Regions from separate parts of the Mus musculus genome. Here region 2 is linked to region 1. The links are chromatin contacts, called in public HiChIP or PLAC-seq maps. All regions are on one chromosome and are shown on one strand. The core of a region is the stretch at or near the end of the contact, and the rest is flanking DNA. Distances in the headings are between cores, read along the strand shown.

Region 1 (2,642 bases), core at 83-2,582:
CAGTGTAAAGTACAAGAGATGTTAGAAATAAACAGGGGTGTGTGTGTGTGTGTGTGTGTGTGTGTGTGTGTGTGTGTGAGAGAGAGAGAGAGAGAGAGAGAGAGAGAGAGAGAGAGAGAGAGAGAGAGAGAAGGCCTGCGTACACATGCTAACAAGAATGGCAGCTAGCTAACAGCAGTCCATGTGCATAAACCCAGCCCTATACATGGCAGCATGCTGCCTAGCAGTTCACTTCTCTCCCATATTTATGATCCTTGGACATACATGTAATTATGGCATGTAATTATGGGCACATCCATTTAGCCACCTCAGACCTCAACTCTAACCACTTGACGCTGCCAGCTCTCTGCCCAACTGTGACTATAAGGACATCTTCGAAATGTTGCCAGTGAACTCTGGCTCCAATAGGAGCATCTGTTTGAAGATTCTACTTGATAACTATCTTCTGAGTAGTAGATTTCTTCTACCTTTCTCCTGCACATAATCTTAAGAATTGGGACCCATGGCAGTAGGTGCTATTATTGAGACAATACATCTCTTCTTGCAAATTTCCTTTCTCTTCATGCTTTCATGTTGGCAACCTTGCTGTGTGGCTTGTTGATTGTCGTAAGCCTCTGCTGATTGTTCCCTCTGTTCGTTTGTTCCTTGGGAGTTCTGGAGCAGGCTCCTAGAGAACCTCCCTGCTTTAACCTTATCTTCCATTACTTCTTAGAGTAGCTAGAGCGCAGATCTCAAGCCATGCACCTGACACACCACTCCCCTTGTACCAAATTATGACAACCTCACAACCCTATTAAGTAAATCCAAGCCTTGTGTTGAAGATACATCACTGATCTGTTGAAGACTCGCTTGTGTCTGCTTTTGGCCATTGCCGTCCTATTTTTATCTAAAGTTGCAGAATGCATCTATGCTGGTCATCTGTTCAGCTTACTCTATGTCAGTCCCTCAGGACTTGACCTCCTTCAGTTATGGCAACCATATAAAGTAGTTACATTTATCTTTATTTTATGAGGAAATTAACCCTTAGAGACAGAACATTGACCAAGGCTAAACACTGGATGAGGACTCTGTCTTGTCTGTCTGCAACTGGGAAATAAAGAAGGTGATGCTAACACTGGGGACACATCAATTGTAATATCACCTTAATCTAGAGTATGATTGTGGCACACCTTAGGGGTCCTGGGACATGACCTGTTCATCTCCTTCCTCTCCCCACCACCTTCCAGTGTGGATAAACTCCGTTTCAGTTTCTCTCTCCAACAAGGTTCTGTCTACAAACCACATCTGCTCTGAACTTTACTTCCCATGGTGACTCAAGCAAAAGCGAGTAATGAAGACTTAAGAATGCAATGCCCTGTGAAATAGGTATGGCATGCAGGAAAGAGGAAGCGATACATAAGACTGGGTGTAAAAAAATATAAAGATAACAAGTGTTTCCTTTTCAGTTAGCCAGAGTTATCTACTAGAGCTCTATTTTAAGACTTACACATAGGCTAGGAAGATAGTTTAAATGGCAAACTGCCTGTTATGCAAGCCTGGGATCATGAGTTCGATCCCTACTACCCATGGAAGAAGCCGAGTTGGTGGCATGTGCCTATAGTACCAGGGCTGGGGAGGCAGAGCCAGGCAAATTCCTGAGTTCACTGGCTAGCCAAACTAACCTACTTGGAGAGTCCCAGGGCAGTGAGACACCCTGTCTCAAACAAAACAGACAAAAAAAGCACAGTTCCTGCGAAACAACAGCAGAGGCTGACCTCTGACCTCCACAAAGGTGCACATGCAGCCATGAGCAGGCATGTAGACATACATGAGTTCTCTCTGCCTGTCTCTGTCTGCCTGTCTCTCTGCTCTCTCTGTCTCTCTGTCTCTGTCTCTCTCTAGAGTTCTTAGAAGTATCACTAAATTTGGCCTCTATTCTCAGGGGGCTTTCAGTCTAGTCAAGAGACCTAGTGCAAATAAAAAATTGAAGTAGGATGCTCTCTGATAGGGTTCTGCCATAGGTTAACTACTGGGGGAGTCTGGACATAAAGCAGATCCAAGAGCCTTGAACAGACCTTAACCTGGTCAAATAATCTCTGGATGCTGTGGTAGGATTTAGTAAAACAACAGAGATGTAAGAACAAAGTGCTCTGGATGCATGAGAGAGCCAGTTAGCTGTGCTGGAGTATATGGTGTATGTATGCAGCACACTGATGAGGTAACCTCCCAGAGGAGATCAGGCAACATGTGAAAGAAAGGCATCCCGTCAGGCAAAGAAGGGGATGAGTGAGGATAGGAAAGACAGAAATCAGCGTGTAAGAAGTTATTACACTAAAATTCAAAATTCTGTCCTTAGAATGTTCTTTCTTGAATAACTCAGATGTGCCATCGTCCTATAATGATTTAGTGATGTTAGTGATAGCCTCCTGTGCTGTTACATCATACTGTAAATGAGCAGAACCTGTCATAACGTTGTCTTTGGCATTCAACACAGTTTATACTTGGCCTTCTTGGTTTTAGTGGATTTTTAGTCGGTGACTCGATGTGCACCATTTATTTAGTAATATTTTATGAATTAAAAATTGGAAGGAGGGATGGCAGATTATCCACACAAGCTCCGATGAAAATCACTTCTGTCTTCCACTAGATGGCATTGGAAGAAC
Region 2 (2,642 bases), core at 76-2,575, 520 kb after region 1:
AACTGCAAAAGTATTATAAAAGTCCTTTAAATGTAAGTTCTTAAGAAAACAGCAAACAGGCACGTGCAGGGGTTAAAATCGGCTTTCCCGTTGCCTGTATTTTCCCTTTCATTCTGTACTTTCAGATGCCTGACTGAGGTCATCTTGCTAGTCCATCAGCCAAAAGTAGTCCCTGGGGTTGTTTTCTTCCTTAGATTGTTACCAGGTGGGTGGACCTAAGTCTTACCATCTGATTAAAACTGGGAATTAAGGGCAAGGAGCCAAAAAAGCAAAGCAAAACAAAACAAAACAGAAAGATTCATTCTGCATGGGATACATATATATTAAGAGTCCTGTCCGCACGGCCTCAAGCCGCAGTCCTTTTGACGCGAACACCCTCACACAGTGGGCAAACTTCCACGTGTTCCGGTCCTAGTTTTAAGGACAGAAATCTCCAAAGTACACACCGCGCTTGTTAACGTGTATTCCCTAGATTTTTCTTTCACACCTCATGTCTGACAGTCCATATGATTTTTACCAAAGCCAGGTTAGATAATTTAGATGACACCCTTCTATGCTGTCCACACCCACTGCCTAGACATGTCTCACAAAACCATACTTCAAAATGTAGAAAAAATATACCCCCGGACTGTTTAGTCTACACCCATCCAATGGGTCTCTAGAGACAGTCAACGTGGATCCACGTTAGAAGCATCTCTCAGGCAAACTGCTCCCCTACTTCTTGACAGCTACGCCACCTACCCGTGGAACCTGGGCCTCTGCTTCTGACCATTCTCAGATCACCTCATTCAACCTAGAGGCTAGTGGTAGGAATGGAAAGAACCGAGCAGAAGAAGCTACTCTGCGGGCGATTGGATTTCTTTCGGTGGCTTCTGCAGAGCTAAGGGGGCGGCGTGATCCGCGAGCTTAGCCTCTCGGTTCGGGGTTCGGGCTCTGTGTGGGTGGGCACGGGCAGGCCGGAGAGGCCTCGATGCAGCGACCCGGTACCTCGCAGGCCCAGGCGCCGAGGCCAGTAGCCTTCGGCCGGAGACCGACTCACCTGCCCTCTGCAGAGGCGATGGAGCGCGCGAGGCTCGCGGGGACCCAAATGCGCGGAGGTGGAGACGCTGGACACCGGGGAGGGGTGGCGAAAGCAGGAAAGCGGATTACCTAAGCGAGGATGCAGAGCCCCAAGGAGGATACAGCCTTTCCCAGAGAAACGGAAGAGGCGGAGGAGGGGCGAGAGAGGAGGAAGGGAGTGCCAACGCCTGGAGGTGGTCGCGCTGGGACCTGGCGCAATCCTCCTGTGGCGGGCACAGCCGGAGGGCAAGCCGCCAGGAAAACACCGGAGGTCACCGCAGCGAAGGCGGGGAGGCGCCCTGCCTCTCTTGGCTCCAGCAGTGCAGCCCAGTTTCTGCCAGGTCCCGGCCCCGCCTCTTTCCCCCGGGGCGGGTGGCCTCTTGCTTCTGGGGCGGGCGAGGGCATCCCACGCCAGCCAGCCTGAGTCTGGCCTCCGCGACGTCACAAGTGAAGCTTTGTCAATTTGCTTGAGAGGGCCAGAAAGGTCAGGGTTGCCTCAACCACAGTTCTTGGTGTGCATTGTTTCTTCAGAAGCACCCAAAAAGTCTTTGAGAATATTCCTCCTCCATTCATTTGAACCCTTGGTGTTATGGGTTTGACAGATGGTTTGAAGCTGTGAAGTTGGACTTCCTGCTAGAATGAGTCCCCCTGTTCTAATAGAAGCGTCTAGGTTCCTACATGTTTGTTTAGTCAAAGCAGTGTCTTCTGGACCTTATTAGTTGTGGGTCAAGGCCCAGCCAGGCAAGAAGCACATGTTGGGTGGGAAACTCATCTCTTGCTGCAACCCTTTTAAACTAATGCTCAGTGTGACTTAAAGATATAGTTGGGAGTGGTAGGTGGAAATAGAAATGGGTGGTGATGGACAAAGGGCAGCAAGGGTAAGAATTTTAAAAAGGGCAACATTCAACTTTGGGATAGAAGGGGCTCAGAGTCTCTGTGAGTGCTCTGGGCCCTTCTGTCCTGGTAAGATTTATCCGGCTTCCCTGTGATTTATTCTGTGGCTGGAACTGGGAAGCACTTCAACAATTCTAGCCTGCAGGCTTTCTCATCAACCTCTCCCCAAGCTCCCATTTATTTATGCGCAGTACTGCGATGGCACCTCACCCACTTCCATTCCCCATCCGCCTTCCATTCACTCACAGGTTCAGTGGATTCAGCCTTCTTTCTCACTTTTACTTTGTTTTGTTTTGTTTTTGGTAAGAGTCTCACTTTATAACCCTTGCTGGCCTCAAATTCGCTATCCTCCTGCTTCTGCCTTCTGGGTGCTGGGAGTACAGATGGGTGCTACCATGCCTAGATCCTCATATTGTCCTTTAGTTCCATTCTCTTAAGTCCATTCTTGGTGTTACAGCTGATATTAATTATGAAATCATATCCATGACAGCAAAATCAAGGAATAATATAAATGTGACATTTACCATAAGGAAATGGGAGTAGATTTGTATCTAGGAGCAGAACTGGGGAGGGGCTAGAGTAGGAGCTATGACTCTAGCCCATTTCTCTGCAGGTGCAGAGACCACCCTACAATACGTATCTCACTGGATCACTTGCTTGCTCTGATCTCTATTAACACTTGGAGCAAA

What was found. HiChIP or PLAC-seq counts read pairs in DNA pulled down with a chosen protein or histone mark.
Region 2: an H3K4me3 HiChIP or PLAC-seq map of the 230-238 cell line shows a contact between it and region 1, with 4 times the contacts expected there. The contact joins the promoter of Inpp1 here to the enhancer-like site in region 1. A contact is called at or near these places in 2 of 39 promoter capture datasets (the 3T3-L1 cell line and embryonic stem cells), 2 of 484 Hi-C or Micro-C datasets (forebrain and large pre-B cells), 4 of 115 datasets of contacts at active chromatin or transcription factors (the 230-238 cell line, acute myeloid leukemia, embryonic forebrain and 1 more) and 2 of 9 other capture datasets (embryonic stem cells and liver).

Annotation. Positions count from the first base shown.
Region 1 is chr1:52,297,144-52,299,785 of GRCm38.p6, forward strand. No RefSeq gene overlaps it. Among named protein-coding and RNA genes, the nearest start is that of Gm31955, 7.2 kb to the right of the region's middle. Within about 2 kb of position 1,333, at least 26 of the 459 cell types and tissues checked have an H3K27ac peak or open chromatin away from gene starts, as enhancers often do. A contact at or near this core is called in the 230-238 cell line, where this site is marked.
Region 2 is chr1:52,816,363-52,819,004 of GRCm38.p6, forward strand. Inpp1 (inositol polyphosphate-1-phosphatase) reads right to left here and starts at 1,326. Exons shown (of 6, transcript NM_008384.2): 1 at 1,040-1,326.